2 separate regions of the Gossypium raimondii genome follow, and region 2 is linked to region 1. The links are chromatin contacts, called in public Hi-C maps. All regions are on one chromosome and are shown on one strand. Each heading gives the region's core, a stretch centred on a gene start, on an enhancer-like site or on the middle of the called end of the contact. The rest is flanking DNA. Distances are from core to core; before and after follow the strand shown.

What was found. Hi-C and Micro-C count contacts between places; a contact is called where the count stands out from the background.
Region 2: a contact with region 1 is called in a Hi-C map of leaf, with 2.2 times the contacts expected there. The contact joins the promoter of LOC105785758 here to the promoter of LOC105787003 in region 1. A contact is called at or near these places in 2 of 2 Hi-C or Micro-C datasets (both in leaf).

Annotation. Positions count from the first base shown.
Region 1 is chr1:38,057,575-38,065,068 of ASM2569854v1, forward strand. It overlaps LOC105787003, which reads right to left and starts at 3,313. Exons shown (of 4, transcript XM_012613467.2): 1 at 2,862-3,313; 2 at 2,587-2,721; 3 at 2,018-2,490; 4 at 1,489-1,853. The coding sequence starts at 3,313. The coding sequence ends at 1,489.
Region 2 is chr1:38,233,469-38,240,962 of ASM2569854v1, forward strand. It overlaps LOC105785758 (F-box protein At1g67340), which reads left to right and starts at 2,768. Exons shown (of 3, transcript XM_012611908.2): 1 at 2,768-3,371; 2 at 3,462-3,624; 3 at 3,761-4,851. The coding sequence starts at 3,130. The coding sequence ends at 4,528. It overlaps LOC105785759 (REF/SRPP-like protein At1g67360), which reads right to left. Exons shown (of 3, transcript XM_012611909.2): 2 at 7,190-7,423; 3 at 6,450-7,118. The coding sequence ends at 6,633.

The DNA.
Region 1 (7,494 bases), core at 2,063-4,562:
AAACAACAAACCGGGAAAAACAAAACAGCAAAAAAAGAAAATAATTAAAAAAGAAGATCAACAAAACACCGTCTTCTCCATTCAACAAATTTTCAGGCGTTGTGTGTGTCAACAAACCCCAGAAAAATAAACGGTAAAAAATCTTCCAAATCCAACAATGAAACATCCGGAAAAGAAAGCAGTTGAGAATGGCCACCCTATATCAGTATTTCTTAACTCCATCGCTGAAATAGAAAATGGGTTATGGAGGTCGCCCACTTCAACGATCAGAATCGGCCACTTTCATAGCTTTCAAAGGCGCATCTTCCACCCAGAATGAATCCCCTTCTGCTCGCATACCCTGAACAGCCATTACATGCGCTGCTCCATTCCCTTCTCTTGCAATGAACTGGAATCGACAACATTGGAACTTCCTTGCTAGGTTCTTCGCGTCCCAGGTAAATGGTCTAGACTCCGAGTAATCCTCGCTTGATTCTTGAATATTATTTGCCACCAATCTCGAATCACTCTCAAGAATAACATTTGAAAAACCCAAATCCAGAGCAAATTGGAGCCCATGAAGGACAGCAAGTGCTTCAACAATCACCACCGAATGAACCAAATTATGTCCTTAAAATCCCGACCCCATTATAAATCCCTCATCATTTCTAATAATAAAGCCTGACACTGCTCGTTTTTTGGTAATCAACAATCCCGCATCAACGTTAATTTTTAACCACCCTTGCGGAGGTGGTGACCATTTTACCATGGATCTCGGTTGTGGATACTTCAAATTCTCAGCACTACTACGATATTCCAACCCAAAACTCCTAATGAAGGTAACAATTTCCTCCAAACTTTGTACCTTTCTTTCATGTACAAATTTATTTCGAGAGAACCAAATCGCCCAGATAGTAACAACAATTACCCTTTTCCTATTCTTATCAGAATTCTCCAACAGCCAACTCAACCACTCATTAAAATTTACCATTGAACTCGGCCACTAGACGTCTAACTTGGACCAAACTTGTGCAGCAAACAAGCAATCCCAAACAGTATGAGTAGAAGATTCACACCCCTAACCACAACGCGGACAACAGTTATCAGCAAACAATCTCCTATAATATAAGTTTTGAAAAGTAGGCACATAATTTTGGACAAATTTCCAGATTAAGATGTGAATTTTTGAAGGACACTCTAAACTCCATATCTGCTTGAACATTTTTTGCTCGTTGATGCTCACATTAGAGTTATCAACATTTTATATCCACTCTTTACAGAATAGATACCCGAATTTTCGCTAAACCAAACTACTTTATCTGATTGATCAGTAGTGGGAATAGGTAGACTCATAATCTGGTCAGCTTCTTCCACCGAAAAAGTTGAGTAAATAAGATCTCTATTCCAACGATTAGGTTCCTTTAGAATTAACTCAGCCACCCAATCCAAACCAGCCACCTTATCAGTAGAAATAGAATGTTGAGCTTTTCCCGGCAACCAATGATCTTTCTATATTGACATCGATGTTCCAGACCCAATTCTCCACTTCAAACCAGACCCTAACAGGCCTTTAGCACACCAGATACTTCTCCAAAAAAATGATGGATTCGCTCCTAAAGAGGCTTCCATAAAATCTGATCCCCTATAGTACTTTGCTTTGAGCAAACGCGCAAGTAAGGAACTCAAATTTTCCATAAGATGCCAACCCTGTTTAGCAAGAAGTGCGATATTGAATTTGGCCAAATCTCGGAAGCCCATCCCGCCCTCCTCTTTTGGTACCGACAGCTTCTTCCACGAACACCAATGAAGCCCTTTTTTCCCTGCTTTCTTTTGCCACCAGAATCGAGCCATGACCGCTTCTAAATCCCTACAAACTGCTGATGGTAACAGAAAACAATTCATAACATATAGTGGAATAGCCTGGAGTACAACTCTGATAAGGACCTCCCTCCCCTTATGGAAAGTAATCTCGAGCTCCAACTAGAGACTCTTTTTATTATCTTTTCTTTAAGTTCCTTAAAAGCCTTCTGTTTGTTACGCCCCACCATTGATGGGAGACCAAGGTAATTCTCCAGGTTTAGATTCCTATTAACCCCCAGAACTCTACAAACATTATCTCTGTTAAACTGGTCAACATTGGAACTTAAAAATGACCCTGACTTGTCAAGATTGACTTCCTGACCAGAACACTTAGCATAGGCCTCTAAAATTTCTTTGATCACCATTGCTCCATTGATAGACGCATCTCCAAAGATAAGGCTATCATTTGTAAAAAACAAATGAGTGATTCGTGGGGCTTGCCTACTAACCCGAAAGCCATTAAGAACTCCCCTTGACACAGCCCTTCTAAGAAGAGTCGACAATCCTTCATCACATATAAGGAATAAATAAGGACTAATAGGGTCCCCTTGGCGAAGGCCTTGTGACGGGAAAAATAACTCATACACCTCCCCATTCATAACCACAGAATACGAGACCGATGTCACACAACCCATAACTTTCTCAATCCACCTATCCGAAAACCCTATCCTTCGAAGCATAACATGCACAAAATTTCATTCGACCCGGTCATAAGCTTTACTCATATCTAGTTTTAACGCAAATAACCCTTTCCTCCCAATACGTTTTCTCTTCATAGAATGTAAAGTTTCATATGCAGCTATGATATTATCCGTAATGAGTCTTCCAAGTACAAAAGCACTCTGTGCTTCATCAATACATACATTGAGTATCTTTTGAAACCTATTCACCAACATCTTTGAAATGATTTTATATAAAATATTACAAAGACTAATAGGTCTAAATTGAGTCATGCACCGAGGAGAACTGACCTTGGGAATTAAAACAATTCTTGTATTGTTAATTTCAGCCATATTATAAACCCCTGCATCGTCTCAATACAGAAATTAGCTACATCTTTACCCACAATATGCCAAAACCTATGGTAGAAAATCGCCCCTATCCCATCTTCGCTAGAAGCTTTTAACGGGCTCATGGCTTTAAGAGTTGAACACACCTCTTCATATGTAAACTCCTTCTCAAGGTCCTCGTTCATCTGTTGAGAAATACATGGCTCAACACCTTCCAAAATTGAGCTTGGATCTCCAACACTTTTCGCTGTAAATAAAGAAGTAAAATAATCAGTGGCCAACCGTAATAAAGCATCATTGTTCGCATAACTATTACCCTCGCCATCCACTAATTCTTCCACCTTATTCTTCCTACTCCGATCCGTTGCTGATTGGTGAAAAAAATGGGTATTCCTATCCCTATTTTTCAGCCAATTCGCTTGAGCTCTCTGTTCCCAATAAAGCTCCTCTCTGTCCACCTTCATATTAATTTACAGCTTTGTCTCCACAATATCCCCTAGAATCTCGTCCGTAAGAACTTCTTCATTAAGTTGAAACAACTGTTTTTCCAACTCTTTCTTCGTGATGTTGAGCTTTGTCTACATAATCTTTTGAAACATGGGATTTAACATGATGTAATTATTTATAAATGACGTGTTGAGAAGTGATGTTAACTTATTAATTTAGCAAAGTGATTTATTAGCATGTTTGATTGTTTAAATGTTTTATTATTTTCAATTCAAATTGTGCTAGTACCATTAACCATTTAATGCCTAGCGTGGAAATGTGTTTCTTGTGTACGCAGGTCTCAACGAAGATAGGTCATGATTGTTTAGTTTGAAGGTATCCAAAGGTATTGCAACTTAGCTCATGCTAAATGATATATTTTATTGTAAAATATTTAAATATATATAACTAGATTTATTCATGAATCGAATGGCCCACATGGTGTAGTAGGCTTAATTTGACTTGGGTCGGACTTGAAAAAAGATCTTTGTTTCTAAAATTGCTAAGTTCGACCTGAGTTCAGTCTAAATAATAAAAATAATTTAAAGTTTAAGTTTAATTATAAAGGAATAAAATTATTTTTTATTAGTATTTGAACAGTGAAACGTGCAAACATGTTGGGTTGGGTCGACCTAAAAATGAGCCTAGATTTGATTTTTTTAAAAATCGAGTCATAGTTCAACCCGACCTCTATATTTAAGTGATAAAATATTTTTTATTAAAATTATGAAATTATATTTTATTATTTATATAATTATATTTAATATAATATAATTTAAATTTTTATTTAATATGATATGATATATTATTTATTTAATTATACAAAATATTTTTAAAGGTGAATCTAAAAATATATATATTTGCTATTCAATGTTGTAGGAATTAGTTATTTTTTTATATCAACTATAAAATGAAAAGGAGTAGACCATTCCATTGGATGAGCCATTTCCCCTTATTCAGTGATGAACGATGAATGATTCATTAGTTTGGTTGAAAGAATCGCTCATTCAATGGATAAATTTTACTGTTACAGTTATTGGATGCATATTTACAGTTAACTTTAATCTAATTAGATGAAAATTCATTTATTATTTGCATACCATCAGGACTTGTAGGCCTGCATATGAGCTATGCGCTACTATGGTCCAGTTTCTAGAACCTAATGAGGCCATACTCTTCCTAAAATGGCTAAACAAAAATATAGCATTACTGGGCTAGACTTTCAAGCATAAACCAACCCAATTGGTCTTCTAAATTATGGGCCTAATTAACAAAATTGGGATTCTAATTTGCGTTAACCTAGTCACTTATTAATTTTCTTTTTAAAATTTTAATTACCAGAATCCGTTACACTTTTACTATAACAATATTGAAATGTGATGAAGTGACATTAATAACTAATAACACAACAACGTGTGCAGTTTAAAATTATAACATAAAACAAATAAATAAATAAAAACAAAAATCTTTAAAATGTATAAATTTATAAAAAATATATACAAATTATTTCATATTCAAAATAAACTTAGATAAATAAACGTCCATATTCAAATTAACCTGCACATTATTTTAATAGGTTCACTAAAAGCGTTCTCTTTTAGTAATACATAAATATCGAAGCATAGAAAATCAAGTACAAACATATCAAATCTTCACAAAACCTCAAGGAATTAAAAAAAAAGACATAATAACGAACAATAGCAATTAAAATGGTTTTTACTTAAACAAATCCCTAAAATAAGTCATGGAATTGAAAACCCGGAGAAATCTCTCTCTTTCCTTTGAAGCTCATGTTAACAGATTAAAACCAAGAGTTTTTTTTTTAATTACCTTTTGAATCCTTTTCAATTTCGAAATTAAGCAAATTAGTCTTTCTTAAAAAAATTTAGAGCAACTAAGGACAATTAATCACAGAGTTAATGCCTTCCATCAATTGTATATGATTTTGATTGGTATAATGACAAATTTAGAATCAATGTTTATATATTGTGTCATTTTGGCCTTAATTCTAAAAAATTCAAAAAACTTAGCCTCAATATTTACACATTTACACAAATGTGGGAGGATAAATTTGTTAATTAGGACCAAATTGATAGAATGTGTAAACATTGTGGGTTAAATTTGTTATTATACCAATCAAAATCGTGAACAATTGTTGGAAAATATTAACGTCAGGATTAATTGTCTTTAGTTGCTCACTTTCGAACTTGATAAGGATTAAATTACTTTAAATTTTTCGATGGGCCAATTTATTCAATTTTAAAATTAGGAGGGAATGAATAGATTTTTTTACCAATTATTTTCAAATAAGAAACATTATCAAGCCAGAAAAAAATTCCAAGCAAACCACGTAATTATTGAAGTAAACATTAAAAAAACATTTAAACTAGGTGAATGCAAATGAATCATCTATGTAGTGTATAAAATTGGAATAATTCTATAAAAAAAAACCCTCAACGATTGAGGGTTTTGGTTTTATGCCCTTAAGCTTTTTACTTTTTGATTGATACTCTCAACGTTACGATTTTTTTAAAAATCAGTCCACTTTTAACGGTCAACATGAATTGACCGTTAATCAAACTGTAGGTCAACATAGTAGCCCATGTGATATGCCACGTAAGCAAATGATGTCATATATGACATCATCTTTTTTTTTTTTTCATTTTGTGTCCATTTTATTTTTTCTTCTCTCTTTCTCTCTTCCCTCTAACTCACACCATTCAAGGATTCTTCTAAAACCCAAACCTATTATATACCCATAAATCGATACTTTCCTGCCATGGAAAGCTTGCCAATGGCAAAGAGCTTTATATCGAGATACTATTGGGGATTCCCTTCCCTGTAAGCCCACCATCTCTGCTATAATCCGATGTATTAGGATACAATAATGTATACGACACCTTCACCGGTCCAACTCTGTTCTTCAATTTACTATCATTGTTTCTTTCCATAATCCTACTCTCAATTTCCACTAGTTTATTCCCGAATCTTTCAAATGCGGCTAAGGGTTCATCTTCGGTGGTCCATTCTGCCGTATCTCTTTGCCCCAAGTATATTTCATCGGTTGCATGCCTTGATAAGACTTCTATAAGTGATAGACCCAGTAAAGTTTGGAACTGTGCGGTGATTGTTTTCAAGAAAGCCAAATCTAGGTCGTTTTTGAGCTCGTCGTATTCTTTGGTGCCTGGTTCCGACATGAACCGACGGCTGACTGTTGGTCTGTTTGGGAGGTATCCGGCGTATGGGTATTGTCTGAAATTGGCAGCTGCGTGGAAAACGGAAGCTATCTATATGATGATGGTACATGCTTGGGTGAGACCAGCTAATGTGTTCATCTCCAGCCACCATGGTTCTTTTCTTAAATTGCCGTGGCCTTCGTTTTTGACCTCCGACCACCATGATTGGATTTCAGTGTTGTTTTTAACTGTTTCATCTGATGGCTAGTAGAAAGAACAGTACTCGGTTACCCAGGTTTCAATGGCGGTCCAGATTTCTAACCCATCAACGGCGTATGGGTAATCGTTTATCATCAATTTGAGTCCATAGGGACAGCTCGAATCCGGCACTACCATTCCCCTGAAAATAAAGGGTGTTTAAAGGTGTTTGCTTTAAATTATTAATTAAAGAGCAAATTTAAAGCTTTGGGTTTTAGAAGAATCCAATGGTGTGATTTGCGGGGGGAAAGAGAAAGAGGGAAGAAGAAAGAAAATAGAAACAAAATTAAAAAAAAGTTAAATAAATGACATCATATATGACGTCGTGCGCTTATGTGGCATGTCACATGAGCTACTATGTTGACCTACAGTTTTATTAATGATCAACTCACATTAACTGTTAAAAGTAGACTAATTTCTGAAAAAGGGTGTCAATTAAAAAATAAAAAGGTTAAAGGTACAAAACCAAAAGCCTCCAAACATTGAGGATTTTTTTTTACAATTATGCCTATAAAAATGAGTGAGAGATAATAATAATAATAATAATAATAATAATAATAAGAGATCAGAGCAAAATGAGCAAAATCGGTAGTTTTATTGAAGATGAAAGAAGCCCTTTTAAAGAAGAAAAAATATTTTGAAAAGTACAAAAATTGTAAATTTTTTAAAATGCCTGATTATTTTATCTAAATTTTTAAAACATTAAGAAAATACAAAAAAAAGAG
Region 2 (7,494 bases), core at 1,518-4,017, 180 kb after region 1:
TAGAATTGGACAATCATGAGAGTTGAATTTTTGTTTTTGGTACTGAATCAAGCGCTAAATTATAAGGGAAATTGAAAACAAGTCCTTACATCAGCACCAACTGTTGCCCATTTTGTTGGTTCCATATATGCTATTAACATCGAGCCCATTTCTTCATCAAGGATATAAGCATTATCTAGTCTTTTAATACCTTCAACTCCTTGGCTTTGTGAATTGTAGTTTCTACCTTAGCCTTTGTTCCCTGAAAATATCATTCATTTTTCTGCAACCAAATGTTCCAAAATATGCTTATCTACTTTGAATTTCAAAACCATGTCCTTGACACCATGGCAGTATTGGTCCTTTGAAATCTCTAAAAATCATATTGTTGATTGTAGTTTAAAATCCTCTCTTTAACATGCACTCTTATAGTGATTTGACATCAATACATGTTAAGATACCTCTAAAAATATATATTTAAAATACATCATAATAAATAATAAAAAATCACAATAATCAAGTTCAAACAACCAACGAAATCCGTTGGTGCAATGAAGAAAAAAGAAGGGTGAGCAATACTGCAGTACAACGATGTTAACTTACCGCATCTAGAAGGTACGTTATACTCGAACTTTGACATCCAGAGTACTTAGATGAACCAAATTTGGCTACGGCAATTGCCGGGCACATCATAATTCCATGATATATATATGCATATTTTAGAAAGAAAAAAAAAAAGGAAAAGGAGTTGGCGCTCCAAAAATGTGTGTTTTCTTCCTTCTTCACTTCGAGAAAACTGGAACTGGAGACAAGTGGGCTCCGCGTGGCATGATAGAAGTGGTCGACATCACTTCTTGAGATCCACGTCATTCCTTTTCACTTTTATCATCTTTTTCTTTTTTCTTTTTGGTTTAAATCTTACTTTTCAGTTTTCACTAAACTTTAATAATTTGATTTTTATTTAATAACCAAAGTGTAACTCTATTTGAGGGTTTCGACTAATTTAAGAATTTTATTATTTGATCATTTAATAATATTCTATATTAAATCAAAACATTTTATTCAATCAGATTAGTATTATAAAATAATGAAAATAGGAATAATGATGTCAATTGACAAATACTATATTAAATTATAATGTTTTATGTAGAGGATATTTATCTTTTCTTTCTATGCGTAGTAATGTTGACAACTAACTATATGTGTTACAAGTCCTGAATTAAAATTTATGACGAATACTCGCATAATGTTTTATGAAGGTGAATTAATTAAGGTGGTTTATTTGATTTACTTAAATTGATTTAATTCGTGAAACATAAAAAAATTATTTATTTAAAATTTTAGCAGCTCAATTAAATATTACAGTAAAATTAGAGCTACAAAAGTAAATATTGTAAAATTTAAGAGATAATATTGTATAGGGTTTAAATTATTTAGGAATCTCATTTAATAGATAGACACTAACCTCAGTCATTGGTATAATTCAATCTGTACCGTTAGATTTGGGGGAGCTTGATCATAAATAGAGATATGTACTTCATTTGTAATAATTTCATTCATAGATATAGAATATATTTGAGAGCATTTACTTAAACACTTTATGTGCATTATTTTTTTGTGGCTTTTCAATTCTTTTGTTGCTCATTCGCTTTAAGTTTGCTTTTGTTTTATTTCGATACCTTGGAGAATTTGCTTTGTGAATTTTTAGTTGTAAAAGTAAGTTTGATTTAAACAAATTTGAAAATAAGAAATTGCTTAAGACCATATGAATTATGAGACTAAAATTCTATTATCGTAAAACAAACACGTGATTGAAGGTAAAATTTAATAGAATATTTTAAGTTTAAGAATAAATTAATCTATTTAATATAAAAGTGATGATTTAATTTTGAAGCAAGTAAAGTGATTTTTTAAGATAAAGTAAAGAGAAATCTTAAGCGCTGATAACCTTGGTCGCTAAAACTACTTATTTATTATGTTTTAAAGTGCATTATTATGATTATAGTTTAAAAAATCAAAAAAATTATATTGATTATAAAACCAACTTTATCCAAAAATTATCGCAGTTGATAAGTAAATATGTAAAATTAAAATTGCTCCATTTTATAATAAAAATCTACTTTGTTGCTAAATTTATAGTACAGGGATCCTTTCAAACTATACCATTATTATTTGGTCTCTTATAAAACTTCAGGGGTAACTGGTAAAAGTAAAACAAGTAGTGGTAGGATTGATCATTGAAGTAAGATTGAGATTTTACTTCGGTTTTAGTTAATTAAAAGGGCAAAGACGGAAAAAAGAAACTTGGAAATAAATGGGCAAGTAATAAAACAAACAAAGGAAGAGTAACTGAACATTTGTTCGTGCTGATTCATACGTTTGACCTCCTTATAGTCGTAGAACCCTGAGTTTGTAAACAAGATGGAAGTTTCCCCCATCCGCAGCCAAAGAGCGTGGCAAGCACTTTCGAACCAAGATCCCAAAACGGTCGGCGGTGTTCACGCGCCGGAATTACGTTGATTAATTTTCTTTTTAAACAATAGCAAAACTGAATTACAGAAAAATAACCGAAGTTAGTTGTTTTACTTGCAACAAATTTAACCGCTTTCAAAACAAACCCACAAGCATTTTTCTTTCACCTGCACCAATTAATAAATATATAAGAGATGATAAGGTAAATCCATTTCTTTTTACCTCTCTTAGCTACCTCTTTCATATGTCTTCTTCAAGTTCAGGTGAAAAAAAGAAGGGATAAAAACAGTGCTCAGAGTTTTTTTCCCCCTTGATTTCATCAGTATTAAAACCGATGACGAAACAGAGGATCTGGGTCAACGGAGTTTGACCGTAGAAACTATTACTGTCCAGGGTTAAGAATGTAATTAAGCGTACCAAACAGGTGTTTCACTGTTTATTTAATATTTTTATTTGATTCGGTTCTGTCGTCGTTGTTGTTTTTATTTGATCTCTTCCTTTTAAGGCTTTGTTTGTGTTTCCCCATTCTTTTATATAAGGTTTCAGTTTTTATGTCTCTCGAGCCGCTAAGGGAAAGAAAAGAAGATCGAGAAAGTAAAAGACTGATGATGAATGCACAGATTTTAAGATCATCTGGGTAGATTGATTTCCGATGTAGTGATAGAGAACGAGAGAGAAATGAGAACAAGGAGAGGGATTTCTTACCCCAGAGCCCATGTTTGTTTAGATGACATAGTTTTTGAAAGGAGGGATTTCGCCGGTGATAATATGGCTTGCCGGAAACGGCGAAGACTCTCGCCGGGTATTGCCGGAAAGAGAGATTTCTTTGATGTTTTGCCCGATGATCTTGTCATTTCTATTCTCTCCAAACTAAGCTCTACCGCGGCTTGTCCTTCCGATTTCGCCAACGTTTTGATTGTGTACGTCGACTTGCTTGTTTCTGAGGGGAAAGTTTGGATTTTATTCATTTATTTTTCTTACTAATTTTTACTTATTTGTTTGTTAAACAGATGCAAGAGATTGAATAGTTTAGCAGTTCGTCCTCTGGTATTATCCAAAGCCTCTCCAAAAATGTTTGCAATTAAAGCCAAAAGCTGGTCGGAGTCAGCTCACAGGTTCTTGAAGAACTGCGCTGATGCCGGAAATGTTGAAGCTTGTTACACGCTCGGCATGGTGAGTTTCTGAAAAAGAATATATTTTTATTTTACTGCCCGATATTTTTTTTTTGGTTACTAAAATTTATTAAGTTTAATTCAAGAACAATAATATAAATATTCTCTAACGAGTTAACTGTTATGATTTGCAACAGATTCTTTTCTACTGCTTAGAAAATCGAGAGAGTGGAGCCTCTCTTATGGCTAAGGCGGCGATTAGCTCCCACGCGCCAGCGCTTTACTCCTTAGCTGTGATTCAATTCAATGGCAGCGGCGGTTCCAAAAACGACAAGGATCTTAGAGCCGGTGTGGCCTTGTGCGCTCGTGCTGCTTTTCTTGGCCACATCGACGCCCTCCGTGAGCTCGGTCACTGCCTACAGGACGGGTACGGTGTTCGGCAAAACGTCGCCAAGGGCCGTCGGTTTCTTGTCCAAGCCAACGCCCGAGAGCTAGCGACAGTTTTATCATCAGCGGCTGCTTCTAACAACTTTACGCGGTCTTGGCTCACTTGGAGCCCACACCCTATCCCGCATCCTAACCCTCGCCATAACCACCGTCATCAGGCCGTGCCGGGATGCCCGTTGCTGAGCGATTTTGGATGCAATGTGCCGGCTCCCGAGGCGCATCCGTCTAGCAAGTTCTTAGCAGAGTGGTTCGGGGCTCGGGGCGGGATACCAGGCCCGGGCTTGAGGCTATGCTCCCACGTCGGTTGTGGGAGGCCGGAGACAAGAAAGCACGAGTTTCGGAGGTGTTCCGTTTGTGGGGCTGTGAATTACTGCTCACGCGCTTGCCAAGCGCTTGATTGGAAGCTGCGCCACAAAGCCGAGTGCGCGCCGGTAGAGCGATGGCTTGATGAAGAAGGCGATGGTGGCGAGGGTAACGGTGCGGGACATGGGAACGATGACGTCATCGCCGAAAGTTAAAAACGATTAACTGCTTATGGTAATTAATTTATTACTATTAGGTTTAAGCCACGAGAAGGAAAAAAAAAAAGGTGGAAATGGAGAACAGGAGGCCAGTTTTGGTTGGGTATTTGGAGGTTAAAAATCAACTTTTACGATGACGATAGTCGCTGAAACGACACAGTTTTAGTTCTATGTGGATTGTATAGAGGAGGGGTTAATCGGAAAAATGGTCCCCCGGGGGGGTGGGCTTTGGTTCTTTTCTTTTTTGTTTTAATCCCACTTGTACACTATAGAGCCATGTTCAGCTTAATTTCGGTAATTTCTAGTCTTATATTCCTTTCTCTTTTTTCTTTCTTTTTTCAATATTAACATAATTTTGGAAATTGGACTGCCTGCTTAGATCAAATTGCCATAAACTTTAATTTGATTCACAAAACAAAATTCGAAACCGTATCTAATATCCAAAATCATTTAAGATTTTAAATTTAAAAATGTCGAAACTATTACAATTTTTGTTCCAATGAAGACAATGTAAGTACTTGTAGATTTATTGGTAAGGACGGAAGTTGACTTTTATTTATTCTGGAAATTCCAATTATGCTTAGACTATGCTTAACTTAATCAATTTACTTTTTGCACTTTAATTTGATTTGATTTTTTCAACCTTCTGTTTTTCATTTTAAATTTCAATCCCAACACAAATGATAAGTTAAATTAAATAATATTTCCAAAATCTTAATGCGGCAAGCACATTATCAAATGTGTAATTCTATGTTAGCTTATTATTTTCATGTAATAACTACAAATGAATCACTTCTCTAATGGATTTAATGGATATTTGAGTAAAATTTCAAAATATGAAAAAGTATAGTGTCTAAAACGATAAAATTGGAGAATATGGATTATATCCACAACTTATGCATAGTACAAGACTAACAATAGAATTTGATTTAATGAAAGATTGAAATTTCAAACTTCAAAAGTGTAATAATTAAAATCGTCCTAATTAGATAAATTACATCCCTAGTTTAAGGGGTGGAGGTAGAAAAAAATTTAAGTGGAGGCTAGAATTAAATTATAAAAATTTGAAGGATAAAAAAAATACTTTTATCATAATTTTAAAAATTTCTAAGATACTTACAAAGTAATTTTACGGTTGGAAGAAGGGCAAGGGCAATGCCCCTTATATTTGCCCTGCCTAATTTATGCTTAATCCAAAGCCTAATAGCAAAATTTGGATTTTATATATAATAAATTGATACTGACTTGATAAATGAAATTATGAAAATATATTGGGATGTTGTGAAACCCAATTATTTGTGGTATACAAAAACAAAATAAGCAGCACCCTAGGCTTTGTAGCATTTTCTCAAACAAGACATTTGGAAAATCGAGTATTACTAAAATGGACCAAGGCTAGGAGGAAAGTTTGACCATATCTTTTGCTTGTGCAGCTGCGCCATAAAACAAAGCTAGTGAATCTGAAAATGGAACAAAATAACATTCTTTTAACCATCACATCCTGTTCTTCTCCTTCATTTGATTTGTAACACATACAACTAGTGCAATTATATAAATCAAATTGGGCAGGATAGTACTTTTGGTTTGGGTCTTGTTTATCAACCAAATCGGATCCAGTGCTTTCTTAGGAACAGGATTCTACCTCTACATTCAATTCAATCTTTTTTATTGTTGGTTCATGTCATCTTTGCCTATCATATAATATTGATTCGCTTTTTTGCTATTAATTCTTACTATTTTCAGTGTTGAGGAGGAAGAGTTAACCAAAGTCTCACTCGAGGAAGGTATATGATGTTAAGATGGTGTCTAGTGCTATAGTTGTTGGATAAGCGAACAATCTTATTCAAAAATGAAGAATTGAGCATCAAACTAGCCATAAATCCAGAGATTAAACACCAAATAAAAGCATGCACCTAAATGAGCAATTCATATTTGATTTATACATTGCAAAGAGTTAAAATAAGCATCCAACTTTACAATGGCGGAACCGTCAAATATGAAATATTTGATTTATGAGCATTTTTTTATAGAGAAAAAAGTTATGATTTAGAGCATCAGATTCTTGAGTTCATGAGACGAGACAAACCAAAGAAAAAGTTCCCTAACCTGAATCCGAATCGGAACCTGAACCCGAACCCGAACCAGAATCGGAATCCGATTTACGAGTGTCGGCAGTGACACGTGCTTTGTCCTTGGCTTCAGCTTGCTTGACAGCTTTTCTCAGCTCACCAACCGGAATCAATGGCAGATACGCAAACACAGGATATCCTTTCCCGCTCATGTCTTTAACCAAACAGTTATACTTGTCGGACAAATTCGAAGCTGTGGGAACGATCTTCTCTGCAACCGATTGGAAAGCAGAACTGCGATTCAGTTTTACCCACACCTTGGTTGAGCTAACCAGAACCAACTGCTTGTACTCGGTCGCGGCGTAGTGCAAAGCGCCGCGCGCACCGTTGGTTCGAGCCTCGTCGATTAATTTGTGAGCCTTTTGTGCTGCCATGTGAGCCAAATCTTTGGCTTGGTTCACCATTTGCTTACCTGCTGGTGGGACATGCTCGTCATATTTCTGTGAAGCCTCATCTACCTGCGCGGTTGTTATAATACTTTAATTGAAATTAAACAAAATAAAGAAAGAAAGAAAGAAAAAGTCGTTACCTTGGAATCAAGAAAAACAAGAAGATGATCGGGAACGTCCTTATATTTTTCGTAGACCGGGCCAACGATGGCGGCGACAGCACCCTCGACGGTCCCAACGGTGGATCGTAACGGACCAGAATTCTGTTTAGCATACCCGTAAAGATTCGAGACGTAAACCAGCGTGCGGATCGCAGCCACCCTCACGAAAGCTATGTGCTTCAGGGCGTGCTTCTTTTTCTCAAACTCTACCTCCTAAAAGAAACAATTAAAAAATATATAAAAGAACATTTTGAAGACGTTAAAAGAAGAAAGAAGCCGGAAAT